Linked DNA regions of Macaca mulatta: region 1 is linked to region 2. Evidence: chromatin contacts called from public Hi-C data. All regions are on one chromosome and are shown on one strand. The core of a region is the stretch at or near the end of the contact, and the rest is flanking DNA. Distances in the headings are between cores, read along the strand shown. Region 1 holds the start of SMIM7 (small integral membrane protein 7). Region 2 holds the start of SLC35E1 (solute carrier family 35 member E1).

Evidence for each region. A called contact is a pair of places that touch in the nucleus more often than the background predicts.
Region 1: a contact with region 2 is called in a Hi-C map of liver, with 2.0 times the contacts expected there. The contact joins the promoter of SMIM7 here to the promoter of SLC35E1 in region 2. A contact is called at or near these places in 2 of 14 Hi-C or Micro-C datasets (fetal cortical plate and liver).

What each region holds. Positions count from the first base shown.
Region 1 is chr19:17,154,344-17,160,779 of T2T-MMU8v2.0, reverse strand. SMIM7 (small integral membrane protein 7) reads left to right here and starts at 2,529. Exons shown (of 7, transcript XR_013409175.1): 1 at 2,529-2,588; 2 at 2,673-2,714; 3 at 3,220-3,272. TMEM38A (transmembrane protein 38A) reads right to left here and starts at 1,551. Exons shown (of 6, transcript XM_015123230.3): 1 at 1,353-1,551. The coding sequence starts at 1,476. The region is part of intron 1 of LOC144336825 (a long non-coding RNA gene); the gene reads left to right.
Region 2 is chr19:17,067,389-17,073,481 of T2T-MMU8v2.0, reverse strand. It overlaps SLC35E1 (solute carrier family 35 member E1), which reads left to right and starts at 4,492. Exons shown (of 6, transcript NM_001266345.1): 1 at 4,492-4,929; 2 at 5,293-5,363. The coding sequence starts at 4,509. It overlaps LOC144336827 (a long non-coding RNA gene), which reads right to left and starts at 4,221. Exons shown (of 2, transcript XR_013409180.1): 1 at 3,501-4,221; 2 at 1,233-2,921. MED26 (mediator complex subunit 26) reads left to right here. Exons shown (of 3, transcript XM_015123227.3): 3 at 1-1,663. The coding sequence ends at 549.

The sequences.
Region 1 (6,436 bases), core at 1,280-3,779, 89 kb before region 2:
GATCGAGACCATCCTGGCCAACATGGTGAAGCCCCGTCTCCACCAAAAATACAAAAATTAGCCAGGTGTAGTGGCGGGCGCCTGTACTCCCAGCTACTCAGGAGGCTGAGGCAGGAGAATCGCTTGAACCCCGGAGGTGGAGTGCAGTGACCACTCCACTGCACTCCAGCCTGGGCGACAGAGCGAAACTCCATCTCAAACAACAACAACAGCAATAACAAAAAAAGAGTGTGCATTTATGTCTATAACTACATAAGTATAAATGAATAGAAGAGAGATCAGGAAGGGTGGCTGGCCACCACTATGTTGACAGTAATTCTCTTTTTTTCCTTTGCCCTTTTCAGTTTGAGTTTTTAGTAAATAGGATTACTTATTTTTATCATCTGAGAATAAAGCTATTTCCTTTTTGAGCTACAGTGGTAATTTACATCTAAGTGGGAGGAAGGCTCATGAAGTTTGGGGTTCTTTTATTTTTCTAAGTCTAAAATCTATTATCTAGTAAGTTGCTGGTGTGCTAGAATAACGATGAACAAGAAACATTTGTTCATGAACCTTTTATAAAAATAGAACACGTTCTAAGGAAGCCATTCATCCTCATTTTAAAAATGACTTTTTAAAAAATCTAAGAAGCAGGGTGTACCCTCCTGTGACCTCCCCAGCCTGGGGTCTGGAGCTGAGAGGGAGGACGCTGACCCCAAGTCACCCAGCCCTGGGACCGGTTCTGCTCCGTAAGTGGAAAGGATCTGGAGCCAGGGCTGGAAGAATTCCCGTGGGGACTCGGAGATTCAGCACCGTGGGGGAAGGGAGAGGAGTGGAGGGTGCTGGACAGTTGCAGCGGGGAGGAGAACCGGTGTCACTTTCGCTGAACCTGACCGCAGCCCCCGGCGGCGCGGCGGCCCTTATATAGACACCCCACTGGCGCTCCCACTCCGCGTGCCAAGGTCAAGGAGGGAGGTCACACCTGCGCGCGGCCAGAACAGCTGCACCGACCCCCACCTGCACCCTCGCCACAGCCGGCGCCCCTTGCCCAAGTTCCTGCAGCTCTGACCCAACAAGGAGCCCCGACCTTTCCTCCACCCCTCCCCCAAGCACCTGTTCCCCCTCCTCTAAACGGGCTCACGCCTCTCCTTCCCTTCCCCCAGCTTCATCGTCCTGGAAGCTTCTCCCCCGGGCTCACCCCGGCGGCGTGGGAGAACCCCATGATTCTCGCGCCTGACTACTCCCACGATGCAATCCTTGAACCTGTCCCCCGCTCCCTCCACCACGCACGGGCTTCCCCCTCTCCGCGACCCCCAGCTGCCCCGGCCCGCGCCCCCGGCTGCCGGCCCCCTCAGCCCCCCGCCCCGGCTCACCTGGTTCATACTTGAGGTAGAGGATGGAGACGATGAAGTAACTGAGGTCGAAGACGGGGAAGAGCGGCACCCGTGAGAAGCTGAGCGCCAGCTCGCCCAAGCTCAGCGCCGAGAGCAGCTCCATGGCGCCCGCCCGCCCGCCGGGTGCCACCCGGGGCCCCGGTCTCGTCCGTCCCGCCGCCCGAGGCCCGGCGACTGCGCCCCCGCAGCTGGGCCCGCCCCCGCCCGCCAGGCGCCACCCCAGGCCCGGCCCCCGCGGGAGAGGAGGGGCGACGGCCCACATCGGGACAGGTTGTGGGGACGCCCAGCACCACGGACGGAGCTGGACAGTCGGACGTCCCAGGCGCTGACCCTACTGACATCGCGACCCCGTTCCGCCCAGCGAGGCGGGGTGCGGGGCACCCCTGCAAGGCGAGGGAGGCTGGGGGGCTCCCCATTCTGGGCATCCCACGCACGCGGGACGCCCGTTCCCAGGGGGCCGGATCAGCCAGGACTTTGTCTCCGTGGGCTCAATTAGGACCCCGACCTTCGGTGGAGCCCAATGAGGACCCCTACGCCCTGGTGGGACCCCATGAATCAGAACCCCTGCTCCCCGTGGAGATCGGTTAGGACCTCAGTCCTCTGTGGAGCCCCGTCAAGACTTTCCTGCCCCATAGGGTCCGTTCGATCAGGAACCCCGTCCTCGGTGGGGCTCTGCAAATCAGGACCCCCGTGTCTTGTTGGGAGCAGCTCAGTGGGGACCCCCGTTCCCCATGGGGCCCAGGAGGATCTCATTTTAGAGCCCAGTTGGTTAGGGCACCCGTTTCTAGGGACCCCACTGCGTCAGGACCCCGCACCCTGTGCAGCTCAGGAGTCAAAGGATTCCTTTTCAACAGAAGCCCAATTTGAGACCCCATAAAGTGAACAGGCATTGCTGCCCAGCAAACCCTACGGCACTCAAGACCTTACGCATGCGCGGCACGCTTCGAACGCGTGACCCAATCCCAACCCCAGGAGACCCTGCCCTTTCCATTCTGGCTCTCCGGGCCTCCCCAGCAAGGTGGGGCGCTCGCGCTCCCCTAAGGGCGCCTGGCCTGCAGAGGGTGGGACCTTGATCTTCGATTGGCCCAGCCCTCGCCAGTGTTGCTTTAGGATTGGTCGGCTTCTGCTCCTCTCCCCTCCCTCCCTGGGGCTTCCGCTTCCGGTTCTGACGGACGCTTTGGCCGTAACGATGATCGGAGACATCCTGCTGTTCGGGTAATTAGGGGGACCAGAGGCTAGGAAGAGAGGGCCAGGCAGGACGCGGGGGCGCCCCTAGTAACTGTAATTCTCCCTCTGCAGGACGTTGCTGATGAATGCTGGGGCAGTGCTGAACTTTAAGCTGTGAGTAGGTCGCGGCCGGACTGTGGCTCCATCCGGGGAACCCGTAACCCCGCCCTCATAAGCGTGATCTCGGCGCACTTCTCAGGCCCCGCCCCCAAGCCGCAGGCCCCGCCCTATCCGCCCTCTGTCCACGCCTCCAGCATGGTTTAATCTTCCTCGCCCCCGAGCGACCTTAAACCCATACTCTCTTTTCCTTGGGTGTCCCTCTGTTCACCTTCCTGAAGAGCTCAAGACCCATCCTCCAAGAAATAGCCCAACCCCGGACCCTCAGCATTGCACCCGCACTGTCGGGCCGCTTTGTAAACTGTCGGTGGCTGCTGACCTGGCTGTGATTGTCCGGGCAGTGGTGGCCCAGAGAGGGACATTGAACCGTCCGAGGTCACACAGCAAGTCAGCGGCAGGGCCAGGGCTGAAACTTAGTGTTTGTGGCCTTCTGAGCTGGGGGTCAGGGGGCTGAGGCCTGTATGTCCCATTGAAAGTGGACACTGTCTACTCCTCTTTGTAGGAAAAAGAAGGACACGCAGGGCTTTGGGGAGGAGTCGAGGGAGCCCAGCACAGGTAAGGTCTTCCTGGACCCTTGAATTGCATGGTCCACTTCAGAGAGGACAGTTTTGTTTCGCCAAGTTCCACCCTCGTTTTCTTTCCTTTTCTTTCGTTTTTTAACACAAGGTCTCGCTCTGTGGTCCAGGTTGGAGTGCAGTGGTGCGATCATGGTTCACTGCAGCTTCGACCTCCTGGGCTAAAGTGATCCTTCCATCTCAGCCCCCTTAGTAACTGGGATTACAGGCGTGTGCCACCATGCCAGGCTAAATTTTGTATTTTTTTTGTAGAGATGGGGTTTCTTCACCTTGCCCAAGCCAGTCTCAAACTCCTGGGTTCAAGTGATCCCCCCCCCCCGGCCTTGGCCTCCTGAAGGGCTGGGATTACAGGCGTGAGCCACGAGTTTTCTCTTTAATTGAGCGTGTGTGTGTGAGTGGGAGATGACTCTGATAATGTGCTGTCCTTTCTGCCTACCTCTGTCATCTACTTCTTTCTCCCACCAGACCTCCCTGATGTGAGCACTCACATCACTTCCTACCGTTATAATTTTCTGTATGTTTGCTGTCATCTGGCTAATGTCTGCCCCTCACATTTGACCATAAACTTCAGAGAAGAGACCCTAGCTTGGCTTGTCCCATCCTTTGTCCTTGCCATACCAGTCGTCCGATGCCTGTGAATGAGTGAATGAACAACCTTACACATAGCTGTTGCTTTCAGAGTGCTGCAGACCTGCCACGTTTAAAATTAGATGCCAACATTCGGTTTTTAATCAGGCGATTTTATATAAAAATTCAGATGTCTGATTTTTCTTGAAAAACTGGAACATTCTGCAACTCAAGATTCAGAAGAGCTCTTGACAACTGTTGAGTGTAGTTGAGGACTCTGAGGAGATGGAGCCTGTCGACTCTGCCTCATCCCAGCCCTAACCTCTTCATATGTCTATCGTCTGCCTGGGCCCTAGAGGCCCCAGAATTTATACTTCCTACTGAATGTAATTGTGTAGCTATTTGGAGTCTTAAGGGGATCTGTACATGACTGTCGTATCCATTCATTAATTCTTTCATTCACCAGGTATTTGAGCACCTAACACGTGCTGGCTACTGTGCTAGGTGCTGGGATACAGTGGGGGTAAGACAGATGGAGTGGAACTTACCGTGGGGGTGAGACACATGGTTTCCAAGCGGGGAATAGATGGTGACAGAGGTGATGTTAGGTAACAGGGAGTCACAGGATGGTGATGGGGTTGCTCTCCTGCTGGGGTGTGGAAGGGAAGGCCATTTGAGGAGGTGGCGTCACAGTCAAGGCGGTGGATGCCATGATGGAGCACTACCCAAGGATGGGGGAACCCTGAGGATCAGAGGTTTTCTTCTTTTAGAGACAGGGTCTTGCTCTGTCGCCCAGGCTGGAGTGCAGTGGCACAGTCATAGCTCACTGCAGCCTTGAACTCCTGGGTGCAAAAGATCCTCTTGCCTCAGGCTCCCAACTAGCTGGGACTACAGGCAGTTAATACCACCCCTGGCTAATTTTCTAAATTTTTTTGTAAAGATAGGCATCTCGCTGTGTTAACCAGGCTGGTGTCCAACTCTTGGCCTCAAACGATCCTCCCACCTTAGCCTCCCAAAGTGCTGAGATCACAGCCGTGAGCCACCATGCGTGGCTGAGCTGAGATTTTGAAGACCCTCCAGCAGCTCTCCTTTTGGGGGGCCTGCCCCTGGGTGCTGACCTAGTTAGGTGCTTCCTGTTAGTGTTGCATTCTACCTCCATTCCTAAAAGGTAATAGTCACTTTCCAGTTCCCGGAACTGGAAACTGGAAGCAGATCAGGAAACTGAGGGTCAGAGACGTGGCTCAACTTTTTTGTGGCCACATAGCAAATCAGTGAGAGAATCAGGATTAGAACCTGGGTTTTTCTGCCTCTAGCAGTTGTGCACTCAATCACTAGACCATCTGTCCATCTGTTCATTTATCCATCCATTCATACATTGACTCAGCAGCCATGTGTTACCCACCACGTGGAAGGCACTACCAGGCCCTGGGGTTGCACTGTACAGATCCGAATCAGAGCTCTGGTGGGCGGGAGATTTGGCACAAAGTGGCAGGAGCATCAGTGACAGGGATGCCAGGGAGGACACCAGGGCTCTATCAGGAGCTTCCTGCTTTGCTCTCTCTCCAGTCTCCTTCCGGCCCAGATGCTGCACCCCCTGTGGGAGCTGCTCCTTGCTCTCCATCCTCTTTGCCTGGCTTAACTGTAATACCATAGTGGCTGCATTTATTGAGAGCGTCATGTGTGCCAGGCATTGTGCTGAGGTCTTCCTAGCTGCCTGACACCCCTATTGACATAAGAGGGAATGAGCATAGATAGTGCAGGGATGGGCCCAGATCACTTGTGCAGAAGGACAGAGGCAGGATTTGAGCTCATGTTTGTTAAACTGACCATGTTTGAGGTCAGAACTTGGAGCTCTGGCACTTCCTCAGAAAGGCTTTTTTTTTTTTTTTTTTGAGGTGGAGTCTCGCTCTGTTGCCCAGGCTGGAGTGCAGTGGCGACATCTTAGCCCCCTGCAATCTCCGCCTCCTGGGTTCAAGCAGTTCTCCTGCCTCAGCTTCCCTATTAGCTAGGACTACAGGGACCCACCACCATGCCCAGCTAATTTTTGTGTTTTTAGTAGAGATGGAGTTTTACCATGTTGACCAGGCTGGTCTTGAACTCCTGACATCAGCTGATCCGCCTGCCTTGGCCTCCCAAAGTGCTGGAATTACAGACTTGAGCCACCACGCCCGGCTGGAAAGGCTTTTTCTGATCTCCCACCCTTCCCCATGCACATGCCATGTTGGGTCTCTGCAGTGTGTGTTCCCGGGACACCTAAACTTTCCCACCAGAGCAGTCACGTGGGAATATTTGTTTAGTATTTCTCCTCCCCATATGCTCGTTGGGGCAGAGCCACTGGTCTTCGTTTCTTCCTGTATCCCCTGTACACTGCTGCTGCCTGGAATGAGTAACCTTTTTTTGTGTTTTGAGACAGAGTCTCGCTCTGTTGCCCAGGTGTGCAGTGGCGTGATCTCAGCTCACTGCAACCTCCACCTCCTGGGTTCAAGTGATTCTCGTGCCTCAGCCTCCTGAGTAGCTAGAATTACAGGTGCGCGCCACCATGCCTGGCTAATTTTTTCATACTTTTAGTAGAAACGT
Region 2 (6,093 bases), core at 3,243-5,742:
CGGTTAAAAGAGCGGAAGCTCACCTTTGACCCCATGACAAGACAGATCAAACCTCTGACCCAGAAAGAGCCAGTGCGGGCAGACAGCCCTGTGCACATGGAGCAGCAGTCCAGGACAGAGCTGGACAAGCAGGAGGCCAAGGCCAGCCTCCAGAGCCCCTTTGAACAGACGAACTGGAAGGAGCTGTCACGCAACGAGATCATCCAGTCCTACCTGAGCCGGCAGAGCAGCCTGCTCTCATCGTCGGGCGCGCAGACCCCGGGGGCTCACCACTTCATGTCTGAGTACCTGAAGCAGGAGGAGAGCACCCGGCAAGGGGCCAGGCAGCTGCACGTGCTGGTGCCTCAAAGCCCGCCCACAGACCTCCCCGGGCTGACCCGGGATATCACACAGGACGATCTCGACAGAATCCAGGCCAGCCAGTGGCCGGGGGTGAACGGGTGTCAGGACACACAGGGTAACTGGTATGACTGGACGCAGTGCATATCACTTGATCCGCACGGCGATGACGGGCGCTTGAACATTCTGCCTTATGTCTGTTTGGACTGACCGGCCCGTCAGCCACGAAGTGCATTCCCATCTTGCAGAAGCCGGGCGGGCGGGCAGGCAGGTGGGTGGGTGGCCGGGGCCCAGCTGCCTCCTGCACTGGGAACTCGGGGAGTCCGGCCCGGGCAGGAGGGAGGGGGCGGGAGTCACGCGGTCTCTCTGCACTCTTCCCTCAAAACTCTCCTTTTGTGAAATGCTGCTACCAGTTTACTAACAAAATTGCGAAGGAAGGACCGCGTGGAAGGAAGGACGGCAAAGTGAGTTCAGAACTCTATAGCAAACCAGCTATAAAAAGCGTTAGTCCCTCACCCCTGAAGAGGTGCGGACACTTTCCAGCACCTGAAAGCTGGGACCTCAGTTGCAGGCAGGCACAGAAAACCTGTGGAGAGGTTACCTTTAACACAGCAACAGAAGCACGCATCTCATCTCTCTTGCATTTTCTGTTCTTTAATTTGGCCCTGAGTGTCTGTGAGACAGTGGGCCATGCTGCCTCTGTTTGCTCCCTACCCAGCCACTGTCAGGTCAGTGTTGTCCGTCATGTGCCAGAAGCTTCTCAGCTGTGGTGAGCCACTGGCATCGGGCAGGCGGGCCAGCTGGCCAGCCAGGGTGACCCACACTCCATGGGCAGCCACCTGTTTATATCTGGTTTCAGTTATAACCCCGTTTTTAAAGAAATGCTGCAAAAATTTAAGTTTTTTCATGTTTATTTTAACAACTCCTTCCATCAGACCACCAGACAAAAAAAAAACCTTTCCTTTCTTCCTCCCTTTCTTTTTTCCCTTCCTGTACACATCTAGAAAACTTCACCTTTCTAGAGTCCTCCCAAAACAACACAAAAGTGACTGTGGGTGCTACTGGTTTTATGCTGTACTGTGGGGCGAGGGGGAGACCTGTCTGTACGCTGGAAACACTCATAACCATTCCTTTAGATTCGTTTGCCTTATGGTTATTTGTCATAAACGCGATTTGCAAAAACAAGGAGCCTTAGTGAATGTACAGTACCTAGACTTCTGTGTTCTCAGGACGCAGAAGGGAGCAACTTTGCTATTTGGTCCAGTAAGTGGACACCTTGTGATATAAATGTGGAAATAAAAAAAAAAAAAACCATTTGCACAAACCAGTCTGAGAATCTTTTCTCATTTGGACCTTCACAGCCAAATCAGCCCTTTCCTGGATTGTAGATTAGCCAGAAAAACCTAGACCCCAACAGCCGCAATGCAGGGAGACAGGACAGGGCACTGTGCTTTGAAGTCCACCTGCTAGCCTGCTGCTGCATTTGGGAGGACCTTCACATTTTATTCATTCAGGGCCACATTAAGGAACGTTATCTTGTCTCACCCAGACTTTACCTGGCCTAGAGAGCAGCCCTCCGTAGGAGGCTCCATAGCATAGGTCTCAGTGACTACCCCCACCTTAACAAAATACCAGAGACTTAGAGCTGTGTGTGTGTGTGTGTGTGTGTGTGGCAGCCCACCCTGTGGCCCTGGCCCCCGGCTGCCTTACTAGCTGGTGGTTGCTGACTCCAAAAAAAATAGTTCTCCCTTGACTATAAAGTGATCATCTTTTAAGTTCCCCCTCTTCCCTGAAACTGTAGGCTAAGACTTTGGTTTTCTAGTTTTTCACTTTGGAATAGGTCATCTTATCCGTATCTGCTTAATTTCACAAATGAAGAAACAGCTACACCTTAAGACATGCAATCTCACAGAGCAAACCAAGGGTTCCTTCCAGCCTGTAAGACTACAGTCAGTCCAGAGCCAGTTTCAGAGCTAGCAGGGATTCCTGGCAAAAGCTTGGTGCAGAATACACTCCCCTCCCCAACAAAAGGCCATGGGCGAAGTGGCTTTGAGGGCAGGATGAGGTTGAACCCAGGCCTGCCACCCACCAGCTGTGTGGCTCTGAGCTCATCTCTTCACTCCTGTGCACATGTCCCCATTTGGGGGGTGAAAATACCTACCCCAGAGTTTTGAAAACTAAAACACACAGCATGTCAGTGGAAGTATCTGACACTCAGCTGTGCTGTAGGGTGCCTATAGTTACATTTTCCCAAGTTCACTGTGCCTATGTTTAACAGCTCTGCTGATATGTGGTGTCTCAAGGATGTGACTTTACTCTGATACACACAGGGCACAGCTGGAGGATATTAGGGTGCAGAGCTTGGCCTCCTATCAGCATCTCTAGAACTTTGGGACAGGCTGCAGCTCCCCCCTACCCCTGCCTGCAGGGACTACCATGCCTGTGTCCATGTATCCAGGAGGACCTAGGGCACTAATGTTACCTGCCTTTGAGAATGCAAGGATAAGCAAAGATACCTTCCAACATTTGGGGGGCCAAGTTGGGTTGCTGCTTTCTACTCTTCTTTGGGACTGGGTCTTGCTCTGTCACCCAGGCTGGAGTGCAGTGGCGCCATCATAGCTCACTGCAGCCTTGACCTGGGCTCAAGCCGATCCTCCTACCTCAGCCTCCCTAGTAGTGGGGACCACAGGCGTGCGCCACCACACCTGGCTAATTTTTGTATTTTTTGCAAAGACGAGGTTTTGCCATGTTGCCCAGGCTGATTTCCAACTCCGGAGCTCAAACAATCCGCCCGCCTTGGCCTCCCAAAGTCCTGGGATTACAAGCTTGAGTCACCGCACCCAGCCGGTTGCTGCTTCTAATTTAACAAGTAGAAACACTGTAACGGGGGCCGGGCGCGGTGGCTCAAGCCTGTAATCCCAGCACTTTGGGAGGCCGAGACGGGCGGATCACGAGGTCAGGAGATCGAGACCATCGGCTAAACCGGTGAAACCCCGTCTCTACGAAAAAAATACAAAAAACTAGCCGGGCGAGGTGGCGGACGCCTGTAGTCCCAGCTACTCGGGAGGCTGAGGCAGGAGAAGGGCGTAAACCCGGGAGGCGGAGCTTGCAGTGAGCTGAGATCTGGCCACTGCACTCCAGCCTGGGCGACAGAGCGAGACTCCGTCTCAAAAAAAAAGAAAAGAAACACTGTAACGGAATTTTAACACCCTTTCCTCGAAAAAATTGGAGGTACACGATTTGAGGAACAGATTATAGTCCTTGAATTAGTATAAGATCATCTTACTGAAAACTTCGTCTTGTTTTCCTTCACTGGGGCCTGGGGCTGGTTCATCCCGGCTGGTGCTTGGACATCAGCCGTCAGGGCCCGGTACCTCCCCCTTCTGCCGAGCCTTGGAGACAGGTGTCTAAGGACGCTGCCACGGCCACGGTCCCCAGAGTGGCCAGGAAGCCTAAGACAAGTCGCTTCCCCATTCTGGACTTCGGTCTGTGAAATGGGAATGGTGATACCTACCGCACGACGTTCCTAGGATTCAGTGCGATGATACGAGGGCCAGGCCCGAGAACTGCGCACGTCGCGGCGGTTTCCAGAACATGATTCCAGGGACCGAGTGCTCCGGGATAGTCCCACTGCCAGAGTTTGGCCACGCGCGTGCGCCCCAGTTTGCGGAGGAAGTTTAGCTCAAGAGCTTTTCACAACTGGTTTCTTTCCCCAAAAGGTCTTTTACCTTCGGTGTCAGCCGCCGCCAGCCAACAGGAATCTAGTTAGGGGGTGCCCATGTACCCCTGGTAGAGGCCCTGATATTTAGCCCACGCACAGACGCCGACGCTGCAAAGCCCTCCACGCTCCTGCTCGCCTGTTCCGCTCGAGTTCTGGCTCCCGGTCACTGGGACCGCCCACGTCTCAGGTGGTACAGCTTGGATGCAGGTCTCCGTCCCCTTCTTCCGCTTCCGGCCTCGGCTCCGCCCTCGCCGGAAGCGCATCTACAGCGGACTGGGCCTGCACTCGAGACGTGGTGGCTGGCGCGTCGGCCGGCGCGGTGGGATGACGCACAGAGGCAACGACCAATGGGAAACGGCTTAGGCCGGAGGGCCCGCCCCCGCCCAGCCCCGCCCCCGCCCGGCGTCGGGCCGTCGGACGGGCGGGAAGGGGCGGCCGCTGGGGCAGGATGGCGGCGGCTGCGGTGGGCGCGGGCCCTGGTGCTGGGGGCCCGGGCGCAGCAAGCAGCAGTAGCGGGGCGCGCGAGGGCGCGCGGGTGGCGGCGCTGTGCCTGTTGTGGTACGCGCTGAGCGCGGGCGGCAACGTGGTCAACAAAGTGATCCTGAGCGCCTTCCCGTTCCCGGTGACCGTGTCGCTGTGCCACATCCTAGCTCTGTGCGCTGGGCTCCCGCCACTGCTGCGCGCCTGGCGCGTGCCCCCCGCGCCGCCCGTCTCGGGCCCCGGACCCAGTCCGCATCCGTCGTCCGGCCCGCTGCTGCCGCCGCGCTTCTACCCGCGCTACGTGCTGCCGCTCGCCTTTGGCAAGTACTTCGCGTCCGTGTCAGCGCACGTCAGCATCTGGAAGGTGCCGGTGTCTTATGCACACACCGGTAGGTTCCGCGCCCGGCCTAGGGGGCGGCGGCCGGGGCGCGCAGCTTGGGTCTTGGGCGCATGGAAAGGAGTGCGCCGCCCGGGGCGCGTCCCGCCGGACTGAGAAGTCAGCAGAGGGGCTACCAAGGCTTTTGGTAGGGGAGGGACACGCACAGGATTCTTAGGGAGAAAAGGGGCTGAGAAGAGAGCTGGGAGGTAAGCAAGACAGACCACAACTGCCGTGGTGGGAGGAAGCCCTACCGACAGAGAAGGGGTGAAGAGGTCTGAGGGGCTGCCAAGCCCTCCCATCCAGCCGTGGAGGTGGAACAGGTTGGGCCCTGGAACACAGGCAGCCCCCTGAGTGCCCTTCCCTCTCTTTGCAGTCAAGGCCACCATGCCCATCTGGGTGGTCCTCCTGTCCCGGATCATTATGAAGGAGAAGCAGAGCACCAAGGTAACCCCGGGCAGGGACTCTGGGCAGGTGGGACCTCCAGGGGGTTCCTCCCTGTTGCCAACTGGTGACGTGGTCAGGATCCTGGTCTGCAGGCTGCCTGGCTTCCTGTCAAATAGGGAAGTCAGTGTAGAGGCCTCCAGTGGCCTTTTACTACTCAAGTTCTAGAATCACGCTGTGAGCAATGGTGTGTGGAGTATGTGTACCTCTGTGATCTCTGCTGTGTGGTCTTAGGAACACTGTTGTCCCTTTCAGATACAATTTTCCTCCCATACCCTACCTGGGTTTGCTGGTAGGTAATGGGTTGGTCACATTTTGGCCGTACACCCCATGTGTGGCCTTTCCAGTGGGACTAGGGACGGATCAGAACGCTGTGGGATAGGTTTACACTTTTTTTGAAACGGAGTTTTACTCTGTTGCCCATCCTGGAGTGTAGTGACACAATCTCAGCTCACTGCAACCTCTGCCTCCTAGGTTCAAGCAATTATCCTGCCTCAGCCACCCGAGTAGCTGGGACTACAGACATGCAACACCACACCTGGCTAATTTTTTTTTTTTTGTATTTTTAATAGAGACAGGGTTTCACTATGTTGCCAGGCTGGTCTCAAACTCCTGACCTCAAGTGATCAGTCTGCCTCAGCCTCCCAAAGTGCTGGGATTACAGGCGTGAGCCACTGCACTTGGCTAGATTTTCACTTCTTTACAAGAGAGAGCTGTCAGGGGACCTCTGGGA